2 separate regions of the Sus scrofa genome follow, and region 2 is linked to region 1. A link is a contact called in public Hi-C data. All regions are on one chromosome and are shown on one strand. Each heading gives the region's core, a stretch centred on a gene start, on an enhancer-like site or on the middle of the called end of the contact. The rest is flanking DNA. Distances are from core to core; before and after follow the strand shown. Region 1 holds the start of CEBPZ (CCAAT/enhancer-binding protein zeta). Region 2 holds the start of GPATCH11 (G patch domain-containing protein 11).

The links. A called contact is a pair of places that touch in the nucleus more often than the background predicts.
Region 2: a contact with region 1 is called in a Hi-C map of liver, with 8 times the contacts expected there. The contact joins the promoter of GPATCH11 here to the promoter of CEBPZ in region 1. A contact is called at or near these places in 2 of 5 promoter capture datasets (fetal liver and liver), 2 of 47 Hi-C or Micro-C datasets (heart right ventricle and liver) and 1 of 2 datasets of contacts at active chromatin or transcription factors (alveolar macrophages).

Annotation. Positions count from the first base shown.
Region 1 is chr3:102,961,327-102,968,908 of Sscrofa11.1, reverse strand. It overlaps CEBPZ (CCAAT/enhancer-binding protein zeta), which reads right to left and starts at 4,696. Exons shown (of 16, transcript XM_003125229.5): 1 at 4,482-4,696; 2 at 1,082-2,559. The coding sequence starts at 4,640. It overlaps NDUFAF7 (protein arginine methyltransferase NDUFAF7, mitochondrial), which reads left to right and starts at 4,705. Exons shown (of 11, transcript XM_021087630.1): 1 at 4,705-4,833; 2 at 5,138-5,301. The coding sequence starts at 4,782.
Region 2 is chr3:103,107,936-103,115,517 of Sscrofa11.1, reverse strand. It overlaps GPATCH11 (G patch domain-containing protein 11), which reads left to right and starts at 3,522. Exons shown (of 9, transcript XR_002342775.1): 1 at 3,522-3,676. It overlaps HEATR5B (HEAT repeat-containing protein 5B), which reads right to left and starts at 3,496. Exons shown (of 36, transcript XR_002342772.1): 1 at 3,370-3,496; 2 at 2,373-2,520.

The sequences.
Region 1 (7,582 bases), core at 3,447-5,946:
AGGGCTTCCCTCTCCACTTTATAGACAAAGGAAAGCAGAGTAAAATGGTATCAATCATGTTTACCAACAGAGTTTCAATGAGGATTAAGTAATTTGTCCAAAGAAGTTACATGCCAAAGTAATGGATGGGACTCAAATCCAGATAGTGAGGCTAAGGTCTAAGCTAAGATATTAGCTACTATGCTACATTTCTCAGAAGATCTATCTATCTATACATACAGAGATGGATTTTTTTTTTGGGGGGGGGCACACACCTGCAGCATAAGTAAGTTCCCAGGCTAGGGGTTGAATTGGAGCTGCAGCTCCTGGACTATGCGACAGCCACAGCAACACAGAATCTAAGATACATCTGTGACCTACGCCACAGCTTGCAGCAATGCCAGATGCTTAACCCACTGAGCAAGGCCATGGATTGAACCCACATCCTCATGGACACTAAGTTGGATTCTTAACCTGCTGAGCCACAATAGGAACTCCAAGATGTATGCATATTAAATTAAAAAATGAATTAGAAGGAAACACATAGCTTGTTGGTCTACTTGAATAGTTCCCAAGTGAACAAACTTCAGGAAAGCACAAAATTCAGTAATTCTAGTATCAAAGTCTTAATGGTGCACTGCAGGAAAGCACAAAATTCAGTAATTCTAGTATCAAAGTCTTAATCCTCAGAGTAAAAAAAAAATCTACCATCTATCTTCCTCAATATGAATGGAAAAGCCTCTAGAGGTGGGAATTTTATTCACTGTGTTATATCCTGAGTCATGGAACAGTGCCTAGCACATAGCTGGCACTCAAATCTTGTTGAACGAACGATCAAATGGTTGTATGAAGGACAGGAGGGAAGAAACAGAGGACTGAGGATAGGGGCCTCTCCAAATTAAAAACCAAACAATGTATTCAAAGCATATGTCATAGCTGTCTAACAGTGAACCAAAGATTAAGTGAAGAGCAAGTTGCTGAGGGTGGGGTTGAGGGATCTAAAATTCCACTTTCTAAGTCTTTCTCTTGCCTCACAGAGGGGCACTGCATTGTATTAGGCCACTTTATTTTTCACTTACATATAGGAATGGTTGGTACTTACCTATATAATGCTGCATAATATCGATTGGATATTGTCTGCTGAGAATTCATTACTTGGAAAAGCAACATTAAAGCCTGCACACTGGTATTGAAGTTCACAATATGTAGCACTTTGAACAGCGTGTCAACCTGCTCCCTCACTTTGTCATCACCTGTCTGGGCATAGGGGTATGCCCTATTCACTCCAGTTAAGAGGGCACTGAGCATTTTTGATTCAATATCTTTTTTCTTGATGCAAGTCCGAAAAAAACAAAAATAAAGAGTTATTAATTTGTTAGCTAATTCACTCTCTTCATGGGAGAGGGCCATTTGATTTAAAAAGCAAATTGCATAATACTGGGCTTTGGAGCTGATATTTGAGCGGAAGAGCAGCCTTTCTACTTCACTACACACAACTCCTTTCATATTGGGATGTTTACAAAGCAATGTCTCTAGCAGATGGGAGGCTTTGGTGGCTATTCTGTTCAGAGGATCTCCCAGTTTATTTACCACCTGCACAAGAAGGGCCTTTTCTTCCTCAGGTTTGTTACAAAGAAGCTCATGAGCCACTACAAGGGCTCGGGTCTTGGTGGTTACTAATGAATCATGACTTAAAGTTTCTAAGACCTGCACGAATTCACCCACTAAATGTTTCAGTTGATGTTCAAAATACCATAATATGAGTCTTCTATCTCTTGAGTCCTTGTTGCCACTGGACAGCTGCTCTAGTTTGTTGAAAGGATGCTGGCTGAAAATCCGTAGCTTTCGACTGTCTGGCAAAAGATCTGTAATGAGTAACTCTTTGAAAGTATCCAAAGCCATGAGGCAATGCTGTTTGCTGCCCTTCTTCTTAACAAGGTTCACGAGAGTTTCTACAAACTGGAGTGTGTGAATCGCATCATCCTGGATAAGAAGAATCATGGCTGCCATCCTGTCACCTAGAGTCCCTGATGAAACAATTGCCTTCATCCAGGCAGAAGAGGCTCCCTTTTGCTTATTCGTCTTATTTTTGAATAAGTTGGTTTCATGCTCATACAACTTCTGAGCCAAGGTTTTGTACTTAGCCACAATATCCCGAGGCTGGGGTTCCAAAGAATACTCATTGCTGTACTCCAGATCATACCATTTGCCTCCAGACTTAAGTAACAATGTCTGTCTTTCAACAAATTCAAAGATGTCCTGTTGTTTATCTCTCTTTGCTTTTGGTATGGTACTGTTGTTCTCATCAGAATGTTGTTCTGGCCTCTTTTTACTTTCATTTTTTGCTGCATTTTGCTTTTTATTATCTACTTTAGATACTCTTGCTTCTTTGCTGCTGCCATCTTCTTTTCCAGATGATTGATCTTCTTCAATTAAAAAAGCCTTTGCATACTTGGCCAAACTGAGATTTTGAATAAATGCTTCTAGTTCACCTTGCTGAAGATCATCAATTGCTCCTTTTTTGCCTCCATCCACCACTTCTTCATTTTCATCCAAAGTAGCCAGCATAAGATAATCTTGCTGCATAAAAACATAAGAAAGTTAAAAATAAATTACAAATCCAACAGTTTAGTTAAAACTTAAAAAGTTAATATCCTTGAAATCAATTATCCATGAAATTGAGTTTTCATGGTACTGCCTGGGCTCCTACCCACACCCTAAGTACTTGATGGATCAAAGATTTAAATGTGAAAAGTAAAACCATAAACTAACACAAGAAAGGACAACATGATTTAAAAAACGATCCCAGTCTTTCCAAATTTACAGAAAAGCTCAGGGCCCATGAAGAATGGATAAATCAATCATTCTCTCATACACAAAAATCAAAAGACAAATAATAAACTGGCAAAAACAAATGGCAACTCACATCAAAATAATTTGGCTTATTATTTAATATAAAAGTTCCTATATATTAGGGAAGGAAGTGACAACACAACAGAAAAATGTGCAAGGGATACAAACAAACAGTTCATGGGGGAGGGGACACAAGATGCATATCCTTTGACACGGCAGTTTCATTTCTACAAATTTCTGTTACACACACACTTATAAATGTGGGTGAAAAATATATATATACACAAGGTTATTTACTGAACATTATTTAAAATAGCAAAAGATCTACAACTTAAATATCCACAATATATGGCTGGCTAGATATACTAAGACAACGACCCATGTAACTTTATGTAGTGATATACTAAGACAACGACCCATGTAACTTTATGTAGTGATATTGGGGGGAGGGTGGATCTCTAAAATAGTAAGAAGAAAAGATTTAAAATATTACAGGTACTGTACGGTACCATTTGTACAAAAAAAATATAACACAAGTGTAGGGGTGTATGTGTGTATTTGCTTGGAAAATATAAAAGACACAAAAGTGACTGCTTCCCAGAAGGGAAATTACATGATTGGAGATAAAAATGGGAAGATGATTTCATCATGTACCTTACCATGTTTCATTTTTTTCATGTTTCTCTTCAAAAAAAAATGATTTTTTTAACATGTGCATATACTACCTACTCAAAAATTAAATATGACCCAAGTACAGAGCAAACTGTGGGATCTGCTCCTATAAAGTGCATTTCTCCTGCCTCTCTTTATTTGTTCATCCTATCCCGCCCACCCACAAAGTCTGGTCTCAAAATCAAAACACTTAATGAAAAGCTAAACTATGTCACGTATTTGCTCCAAATCATCTAAAGTTTTTCACCAAATTCACAGCATAAGCCCACCATCTTACCTCCCTGACATCATTTCTTACTGCTCTCCTCTCACCTCACTCTGCCTCAGGTACACTGACATTTTTATTTTTCCTGGAACAACACAATCAGAAAGGCTCACTCCTTTCCTTCAGTTTTCTGCTCAAAAACCTCAGTGGTGGGTTCCCTGATCACTTAGTTTAAACATAAACGCCCTCCCCCACTCATCCTCCTCCTTCCGTGTTTTATTTTTCTCCATAGCTCTACCCAGCGTCTGATATACTACGTATTCCGAAGTTTGGTTTCTTTCCCTTAATTAGGATGTGACTTCCAAGAGCGCAGAGAGCTTCGTGAGTGTACAGTGTACACGTGCGTGTGCTTGTGAGAAGTTAAATTCCAAGACCAGTGAGAAGTTAAAATTCCAAACACCGACGTTAGGACCAAAAAGTCAATCCTCTCCAACTTGATGGAGTGTCAATTATATACTACGTAAATAAAACGAGAGGCTCACCTACATCTTAAGAAACGACACCGCATGAAAACGTTCAGTTCTAAACCTCTTGTAAAGAGCAATGGGAAAGAATTAAAGGCGGGAAGCGCCCAGAACACATTCCCACGCTGGAATCTGGAATCAAGACGTCCTATTCCGCAGCTCCGGGGCTTCCGGGTCACTGGCCTAGCCACTCGCGGGACCACCCCACGCGCTTCTGTCTCCCTTCTCCGGGAGTCTGAGGCCATTACCTTGGTGCCTCCGAGCCGTAACACCTCCTCCAGAGAAAACCCATTCTCGGCTTCATCGTTATCATCTTCGTCGTCCTCGTCTGGATCTTCTACCTCCTCCTCCTCTGGGGGCCAGGGTCGTTTGGCGTGGAACTCCAAAAGTTTCTTGGAGGCCGCCATGGCAAACAAGGCACGCGCACTCGTCCCACAATTCCCTTCCGCTACGATCTATGACGTACTTCCTTCAGGGGGCGTGTCCTCCCCCGGAAATGGGAATAATCCCCACCCCCTGGCGGGGCGAAGCTGCCTGCGAAGTTCGACATGAGTGTCCTAGCGAGGGTTGCCGCCGGGCGCCTGGCAGCTGCTCGAGCGGGTAAGCGTTCTATTAGCCGCAGTCCCAGTTGCCGGGGAAATCGCCCCGGGCACCTTCCTGGGATGGGGTGGCGGCTCCGGGGCGCTCTGGGCTGCAGGCAGCTGGAGCCCAGCTTCACGAGATGGCTTTGTGGTCGTGGGCCAGGCGCGTGCCTGCGGCTCCCTATGAGCGTGCTGCCCGGGTCCACGTTCCTGGCTCCGGCCAAGGTGAAGGGTTAACGAAGCCGCATTGAAATCACTCAGGCTGCTGGGCCCATGTCAATACTAAGGTTTCTAATGAGTCCTGTTTAATGTGTTTTTTGCAGTCATTCCTTGTCTTTGGAGAGGGCAGTACTTCAGCTCCGGGAAAGAGCCGGCAGAAGACAACTCAGTGACTCCTATGCTTAGGCATCTTATATACAAAATCAAGTCCACTGGTCCCATCACTGTGGCCGAGTACATGAGGGAGGTCTTGACCAACCCCGCCAAGGTATGGGTTGAGGAGGCTAGGACCAGACCAGTCCTAGAAGAGCTGTGGGTTGTGAGCCAGAAGGGTGTGCGCAGAGAGGAACCCAGGGGTCCTCAGCCCGGCGGGTGCCTTCCTGGCAAAGAGCCATTCTTGGACAGAGTAATGCATGTCAGTTGGTCAGGGCTGGGTCAAGTCAGCGACAGTGGCTTTAAAGAGGAGAGGATAAATTCTAAAGATGCTCAGGAGACAGCATAATGATGATTGGATTTATAAGATGAGAGAGGGATGACTTTCCTGTCTGGGTTGATGGTAGATATTGGAGTCATTTCTCACAAAAAAAGGGAGCTTAGGAGGAGTGGGAGCAGCAGCCATTTTAGGAGGGAGAGGAAGGACAGAGCAAAGTCCCATGTATGAATTTGAAGTATATACGGGGCTCAGGTGGAAATGTCTAGTAGGCATCAGGAAATATGAATTTAGTGCCTGGAAAGCTGTGTTGGGATGGCATCAGCAGCCATTGGAAGCATATTGTGTGTTTTCTTCTTGAGAATGGAAGGTCCCTGGGCCTTTATGTTCTAGCATTAAGCACTGTCACAGCTTTTTTGTTTGTTTGTTTGTTTGTTTGTTTGGTCTTTTTTAGTGTCACACCTGTGGCATGTGGAGGTTCCCAGGCTAAGGGTCAAATCAGAGCTGTAGCCGCTGGCTACAAGAAGCAAACAGATCTGAGTCTGCTCTACCCACAGTCCAGTGACACTGAATCCTCAGCCCAATAAGTGAGGCCAGGGATTGAACCTGCATCCTCATGGATACTAGTCAGAGTCATTTCTCTTGAGCTATGACGGGAACTCCGGTCACAGCTTTCTGACCTTCATTTCCTTATCTGCGCTACAGAGTCACTTGGTCAAAGCCTGGGGTCCTTTATATTTCAGAATGGTTCACTTTTTGGTGGGTTGAAATAAGAGATCTGCAGAACTCTGGAGTTTCTTTGGCCTTTTGCTGTTGAATATAGTGGAGTGACCCAGGGTCCAGAGGTTTAGTAAAGGCAAGATTCCTTTAAATGCCTGTGCACAGTGCTACAATGTACCAGAAGTTCATATTTAGAGCAAACATCTCTGGGTTACAGAGGAGGCCCCTCATCATTTATTCATTTATTCATTTACTGTGGTGGCATGTGTGCCAGACACTGTCTCAGGCACTGGGAATACTTCAGTGAACAGTGGGGCATGGCACTTAGTTCTAGTGAGAAAATGAGCTGTAAACAAGGACAAGAATAATTAAAACAGGTTGATAGGATTGAAAGTAATTTGTGCAGTGGAAATAGGGGTTGTAGAAGTTTTCTTAGGTGGGTGGTTCGAGAAGGCCAGTACATTTCAGCTGAGGCATGAAGGATGGGGATGGGCCAGTTTGGCAAAAGACTGGAAGAAGTGAGTTCCCAGCAGAGGAGCCAGAAACAAAGTTTTTAAGCTGAATAATGCCTTGGTGCATTCTGAGAAGAGAAGGGCACCAATGTGGCTGGAGGGCCGTGCCTGGGGGTGGCTAAGGAGGGTTAATGGTGAGGAAAGTGGTATGAGTTTGGAGTGGATTGAGTTCATGCAGTGCTTTCATGAATTTTAGATTTTTGTGTTAGTGCAATGGGAAACCTTCAGAAGTTGTGTCATGTGTATTGCACTGGTGATGACATCATTGTGGAGAGAGTGAGTGACCAGTTGGCTCTGAGTCTAGAGCTCACGGGACAGATTTAGTATGTGTATGTAAATTTGGTCATTATCAGTCTAGAGATGATGTTAAAATCAAAGGAGGGAGGGAACACCTAAAGAAGATTTTTCAGAATTAAGCCTTGCGGTAACTCTAATTAATTAATTTATTGCTTTTTAGGGCCACACCTGTGGCATATGGAGGTTCCCAGGCTAGGGGTCAAATCAGAACTGTAGCCACTGACCTGCGCCAGAGCCACAGCAATGCCAGATCTGAGTCGCATCTGTGACCTACACCATGGTTCGTGGCAATGCTGGATCCTTAACCCACTGAGCGAGGCCAGGGACTGAACCCGCAACCTCGTGGTTCCTAGTTGGATTCATTTCTGCTGAGCCACGACAGAAACTCCAAGATATTTAGAGTAGGCTCTTAACCTAGGGGTCCTTGAATAGAAATTAGGGGGTTTGTGAACTTGGATGTGAAAAAAATTTTACAACTTTATTTTCATTAACTTCTAACTGAAGTTTAATATTTCTCTAATTATGAACATAGCCAGCAACCAGTAGCATCAGCAATACGTGTGATTTTGTCATCAGTAGAAAATCACCAA
Region 2 (7,582 bases), core at 2,273-4,772, 150 kb before region 1:
AGTTTGAAGCAGAGGAGGGTCATGATTAAATGCTTTAACAGGCTCATTCTGACTACTGAGCTAAAGACAGTCTATACGGTCATGGAAAGCACTGGGGAAAGGACAGGTGTGGAAGGGTGAAAATGAGAATTTGGTTTTAAACATCTTAACTTTGAATGCCGGTTAGATATCCAAGAAAAGGTGTGGAGCAGGTTGTTAGCTATCTGGGAGTTGTTATGACAAAGATGGTAGTAGATGGTAAAATCTTGAGAGATTAGATGATGTTACTGAGGGAATAAGCAAGGTATATATTTTTTAAAAAAAGAAAAAAGACTGCCCAGAACTGAGAAAGAATTAGCAAAAGAGAATGAAGAGTAACTAGTGAGGTAGGAAGAGAACTAAGAGCAAATAGTGTCAGAGTTCCCATCATGGCACAGGGGAAACAAATCCGACTCAGAACCATGAGGTTGTGGGTTCAATCCCTGGCCTTGCTCAGTGGGTTAAGGATCTGGCATTGCTGTGAGCTGTGGTGTAGGCTGCAAACAAGGCTCAGATCTAATGTGGCTGTGGCTGTGGTATAGGCCAGCAGCTGTAGCTCCAATTTGACACCTAACCTGGGAACCTCCATATGCCACGTGTGCGCCCCTAGAAAGGGGGGAGAAGCAAATTGCATCTTGGGAACCACGAAGAGGAAAAATTTCACATCAACAGTAATGATAATTTATTCTCTAATTTGGGGAAGAGTGTACACGTGTTCATGTTATTACGCTGCATTTTTAAAACTTTTATTGAAGTACAGTTGATTTACAATGTTGTGCTATGCTTCACAATTTGGATATACTTTTAATATACCTTCTATTTTTCAATTTCACAATGAAATAAAAAATATTTTAAGTGTTTCAAGTCAGAAGATAAGCTATGTTAAAAGCTGCTGACAAGTCAATTAAAACAGAAGACTGACCATTTGCTTGGGCAATACAAGATCTGTTTCAGTGGAATGGAGCAACAAATACCCCCACCTGGAGTGGGTTTAAGAGAAAATAGAAACTTCTAATTAAAGACTGTAAATGAATCCGCATTAATTCTGGCTCTCCAGAAACTAAAAAACCAACCCCCTCCCTCCACAAATATACAAGGTCAAAGAAAACAAAAAGAATTAACGCAAAATATAGAAGCCAGGTATCTGCAACACAGAAAGCTAAGAAGAGACACAACTTTAAACAGAACCCCGTAACAGCTCATGTTTGCTGCTGTTTTGAGGCCCTAAGTACTTATGGAGGGGTGAAGTTGTGAAAGGAATGGTTGAGAGCCTAAGTAAGAAGCTATAAGATTCCCATATTTCTCTCCTCCTCTGGACTTATCAAGATCAGGCACAGCTATGGGCCAGGAAAACTACACTGAAAATAGGGGAATTAAGTAAAAGTTTACACACTGAATGCTGAAGTCCCCAGCCTTCTCCCTTAAATTCTGGAACCTAGGCAGCTAGTCATACCCTAGACTTTTTACTAGAATAAAAAAGTCTCTTCTAGGAAATGACTAACCAAGAAAAACTTAAAGGGGTTCCTCAAAGAATTGGACTAGTCTATGGCAAAAACAGTTAACAAACTTCAGGAGTTTTCCATTGTTTCCCCTGCTCAGCAGTAACAAACCTGACTAGTATCCATGAGGATGCAGCTTTGATCCCTGGCCTTGCTGAGTGGGTTAAGGATCTGGTGTGCAGAGAGCTGTGGTATAGGCTGCAGATGTGTCTCCGATCTGCTGTGGTGCAGGCCAGCACCTACAGCTCCAATTCGACCCCTAGCCTGGGAACTTACATATGCTGCAGGTGTGGACATTAAAAAACAAATAAAAAAAGTCACTCTGCAGAGAAAACCTTTTACTACTCGCTCTTAAATTTGAGCAGACAGCCAAAAATCATCGGATGGTTAAGGAAAGCATCTAATTTTAAAGACCAAAAATAAAACACAAATAAAAGTAACCTGGGTGAAAAGATTATGAAGAAAGAAAGAAAATGAGGGGAGAAAACCTACTATTAACTCTTCAGAGAGATTAGTGAAGATAATGGAATTGCTACACAGCACTGATGGACCACTTGATGTTGGAGATAATGAATTTAAAGTGACAGCAATCACAAAATCATGTTTTTCCCCACTCACATTCAGATGTCCAGGTAGAAACAAAAAATCTCTATCCAGGGAATAAACTGAATTTAAATGAGGTTTGGGTTTTGCCACGGGATAGAAAAAGGACAGACAAAAAACTCTTAGTGCAATATTCTCAAGTTCCATAAGTGACCCACAACCTTTCCAAAATACACTGTGTTTTCTTACAAATTATGAACACAAAATACTCTTTGTAAAGTTAAGCCAACTAGAAAAAAAGCAATACCATACCTTGTTGGCAGCAACCAAAACTTTATCAAGAAACCTCAACCATTCAAAAATAAAAACTGGTCTCTTTGCTTCAGTGATTTGAGCCAAAGCTTCTTCATTCAGCAATAAACTGTGGGCTAACTCCATTACTGAAGCTTTAAATTCACACCTTAAATAAACAAATTTTGAAATACCAGTAAGGACCTGTTAATGTTAAATATCAAGCTTAATTAATGTAGTCACACAGAAATCTCATTTCATTTGGGGGAAATTTAACATCTCTGAGGTAAAACCTGAGACCCTGCATTTTAATTTTAAAGGACAAGGGTACAAACAAAAACAAATGAAAGACATGCCTGGTGAGGAAGAATGAATAATGGGGTCAAAAAAATTAAATACTGCAAATAAGACATTATTCTAGAAAAAAAAAATACCTAGCAACACGTCATTAATTCATTCCATAAATGGGAAAACTGAAGCACGAGATTAAACACCAGCTGGGCCTGATAACTCATCTTCCTTTTTCTCTTTCACCGCTGGGTGCACAGCACCCTTCCCCTTCCCCTGCTGCACCTGCCCCAGGAGGACATCAAAACGCCCCAGGAGAAAGATTCCGCACTGAAAGCCTCAGAGTCTTCCTACGAGGATGAGGGGGCGGCGGCTAGGTCCCTGCGGCAGCCGAAGCTTCAGCAACAACCCCTGGAGTGGGCGGTCCAAGAACGCAGCTGGCCGAGGCCGCGCAGCTGCAGGGCTGGGTTAACCTGGCTACTTGCAGGACTCTGGAGTGACTCCGGGCCTGTGGGAAATGCAAGAAGCCGCCGCAGGCCTCGGCCAGTTCACCGGGCTGTCAGCCCCAGGAGGCGGCGGCGGCTCGGAAACGAGCCCGCCGCCTGAAAAGGGAAAATGTTCACTACGAACTCGAATTCGGCCCCCAGCCCTCTGACAATGTAGTGGGGTCCTTTGGGAGGGGTGTGCATGTCAACGTGCACGCTTTAGCGGCGGAATGGGGAAACCTCACCTCCTAGTCTAGCAGGGGCAGGTCAGCTGAGGTCCAGAGCCAGAAGCCGCTTCCAAAGGACCCGGATGCCCCGCCTCCCGCTCCCAGACCAGCCGGAAGCGGGGAAAGAGCGCTTGCGCGGAAAGCTGATCCTGCGCAAGCGCACTTAACCACGTCCGCCTAGCCCCGCCCCGATTGCCGCAGCTTTCCAATTGATTCTGTCTGCTGAAACTCGGAGGCGAGCAGAGGCCCAGTGGTCTTGCGCGGATTGGTAAGCGTCTTCGCGGCTCGCGTTCTTGCCAGCTGACCTCAGGTGAGGAGCTGCCAGGTAAGGAAGCGAAGGAGTTATGGGAGCCTGATAGAATGGTGAAGGGCGGTGATCAGTGCACAGTCTATGACTATCCATCACGCCATCGCCAGTGTTACCACCCGTGAGTGGTCCCGTCTGTGGGACGCTTGCAGCTGGGAGGGGCGCGAGAGAGGGGGTGTCAGCGGTCCCTGAGGGGAGTGTTTGGGACTCAGGCGTTTCTTGTCACCTTTCTAGGGTTCATTCAACTACGTAGTCCATCTCTCCACTAGGATGTGTAATGGGATTCTCCCGCCCGCTCTATGCCAAAAGACAAAACAAAACACAAAACAAAACCTGACACTACAATCTAACTGCTCTCAAACACTCGTAACTCCATTCAGCCCAAAAGCCTTTTGGAGTAATTTTTGACGTCGATCTTTCACACGCCACCTCCAGTCCGCCAGCACATTGTTTTAGCTCTGTCTTCAGAATATAGCCAGAATCCGATCACTTCCCAACACTTCCACGGCCTCCACTGTGGTCCAAGCCACCATCATTCTGCCTGGATTATCGCCTTACGAAGTTTATGCTTGTGCTTGAAAGGAATAGATGATGCTAAAGTATACTGTACTCATAAGAATGAGGCTTTTAAAAGACCTGTAACCCCCAATCTGATCTGCCTAGCACTTTAGACCCAAATGGGTCCCTTAAAAATAATCGAATCCTATTTCCAGTAGAATGAGTTCTGAGATTTTTTTGTAGTATGAAGCAAGGCATTTAGCCATACTGAATCTTAATTTCTTCAACTAGAAAGTGGGACTCTCTATTCCTACCTTACAGAGTTGTTAATGATAATTTAATGGGATAAAAATGTGTGATATACTAGGTAGGTGCTAAACCATTATGTGTAAAAAAGCTACTATTGCCAATGAAACATCTGAGGTTTAGAGACACTGGGTGAATTACCACAATTGTTGTATATAATCTTACATACTTTTAACTTACTGTACTATAATAAAAAGAAAAATAAGCAAAACTAAACTATAATGTTTAAGGATGTGTGTGTGAATAATGAAAGCATAAAGAAAAGGAGGGAAGTGGCTGGAGGAGATAGGATAAGGTCAGAGACAAAGGGCTTCTGGGTGACTGACAAGGTTCTATCTCTTAATGTGGGTAATTTCTGTTATCTTTTGAAGTATAACAAATTATTCTAAAATTTCTCATCTAGAAATAAGTATAATCATTTATCATCTCACACTTTCTGTGGGTCAGGAGATTGTTAGTGGTTTAACTCAGCTTGGAGTTTAAGAAGTTGTAGCGAAGATGCCAGCCCACACCGAGTCATCTGAAGGCTTGGCTGGGGCTGGAGGATCCATTTCCAAGGTGGCTCACTCATGTTGTTCCCAAGTTTGTGCTGGTTGTCAGCAGGAGGCCTCAGTTCCTCCTGTGTGGACCTTTCCATAGAGCTGCTTAAATATCCTTGCTACTCAAAGGCTGACTTCCTCCAGGGTGAGTTAACTAACTTAAGAGTTAGAGTGATCTAAGACCTATAGTGCCTTTTATGACTAAGAAGTCACACTCCACCATTTCCACAATATCCTCTTGGTTACACAGGCTAACCTGTTCACTGTGGAAGAGGACTACATGAGGATGTTGGAAACCAAGAGGCAAGAATCATTGGAGGCCACTGGGGAGGCTACTACATGGTTACAAGAGTGTTTGCCTCATAAAAATGTACTAAACTATATATTTATTTTATGCAGTTCTCTGATATGGTAACAAAAATATTTTTAGAAAAATAAGATATAATGACACAGGAAAAAAGTATTCTGTTATTACAAAATCGTAAATATAATTAAAGACTTCTATTGTCCTTGTCATAGCTAAGCACTGAGAATTTAGGATGTGTGGGACACAGTGGTAGGCAGTGGGTATACAGGGGAGTGGCCCTTGTGGTTTATGTTGGGAAGATAGACATTAAAAAATATTAAAAACAGGAGTTCCCGTTGTGGCTCAGTGGTTAACAAATCCGACTAGGAACCGTGAGGTTGCAGGTTCGATCCCTGGCCTTGCTCAGTGGGTTAAGGATCTGGCGTTGCCATGAGCTGTGGTGTAGATTGCAGATGCGGCTTGGATCCCAAGTTGCTGTGGCTCTGGTGTAGGCTGGTAGCTATAGCTCCAATTAGACCCCTAGCCTGGGAACCTTCATATGCCACGGAAACAGCCCTAGAAAAGGAAAAAAGACAAATATATATATATATATATAGTGCTGGTTATATATATATATAAAATGATTACAGTGATATTTCTTCATCCAGTGTAATTATCCAGACTCTTGTTTGCAGTTGTCAGAAACCCTACTCAAACAAGCTTAAGTGATGAGGAAATCCATTAGCCTGTGTAACTAGGAAGAATTCTAGGTCACAGCATTCAGAAAGAGCTTCAGGAATCAGGGCTTTGGGAACTAGGGTTGGAGACTCATTGCTTTTGGGCCTTTGACCAACTTTCTCTATCCGGCTTTGTTCTGCAGAACAGGCTCCTTTTGAATGGCCAAGAAGATGGCCATCCACAGCTCAGTTTCACGTACTTGAAGTTCAGAAACTCAAAGAAGAGAGCCTCTTTTCCCTGCAATCCATGTATTCATGTCACTAAGGAAAGAGTTGCTTTCGGCCCTGTTTAGGTCCTCCTCTCCCATCTTGCTGAGACCCAGGATGCAGTAATTGGCCATCTTATGCCTAAGATTGCCACCCTCCACTAGATCCACAAGGAGGGCAGAGGGCTAGGTTTCCAAAGGAAAGGGTGGTGAGCAGGCAAAAACAGCATATGTGGGCTACAACAAGTGACTCCCCTTTTGTATCCATCAACTGGACCAGTAGGCTCACCTGGGAACCTGTTAGAAATGCAGACTCTCAGGCTCCAGCTCAAAATCAGACTCTTCAGTTTAAGAAGATCCTGGGACAATGCATATACACAAGAAAGTTTGAAGTGTGCTTTTCTGGATAATTATTTTATCTCTTTAAGGATTAATAATTACATGATATTAACTATTTTGAATGGAAACTCCCCCCAGATTTTCCATATAAGTAAAGAGTTAACCATATAAAGTCCTGAATGAACAGCTTGAACATAAAGTGCTTTAGAAAGTGCTTTCTAAAGCATAAAGTGCTTTAGAAAGAGGCTTGGAGTGGTCAGAACATGTTTTTCTGAGGGAGAGTAGCCTAGGCCTAGGCGGAAGGAATGGTCTGTGTTGTGTGCAGAGAGCAATGAGACCATGAGGCATGAGTAATGAATCCTAAAGGAGAGTCAGGTCAGAACATGAAGGATCTCTCTTGCTACCATGTTAAAGCGAGGGTTCCTCCATTGTCCACAGGGTAAAGTTTATTGAAGGATTTGAAACAGTCAAGTTACATGGCCTGATTTCTGTTTTATTTTAATTTTATTTTTTGTCTTTATACGGCCGTATTTGCAGCATATGGAAGTTCCCAGGCTAAGGGTGGAATTGGAGCTGCAGCTGCTGGCCTACAACACCACAATAGCAACACCAGATGCAAGCCACATCTGCAACCTATACCACAGCTAACGGCACACCAGGTCCTTAACCCACTGAGTGAGGCCAGGGTTCAAACCTGGGTCCTCATGGATACTAGTTAGGTTTGTTACCGCTGAGCCACGACGGGAACTCACTGACTTCTGTTTTAAAAAGCCACTCTGGAGAAGTTGTAGAGGATTTGGAAGAAGAGAGGCCAAAGGCAATGAGACCAATTAGAAAGTCATTATGGGGAGCTGCCATTTTGGCATAGCAGAAATGAATCCGACTAGTATCCATGAGGATGCAGGTTCAATCCCTGGCCTTGCTCAGTGGGTCGGGGATCCCAAGTTGCTGTGGCTGTGGCATAGGCTGGCAGCCGCAGCTCCAATTCAACCCCTAGCCTTAGAACCACCATA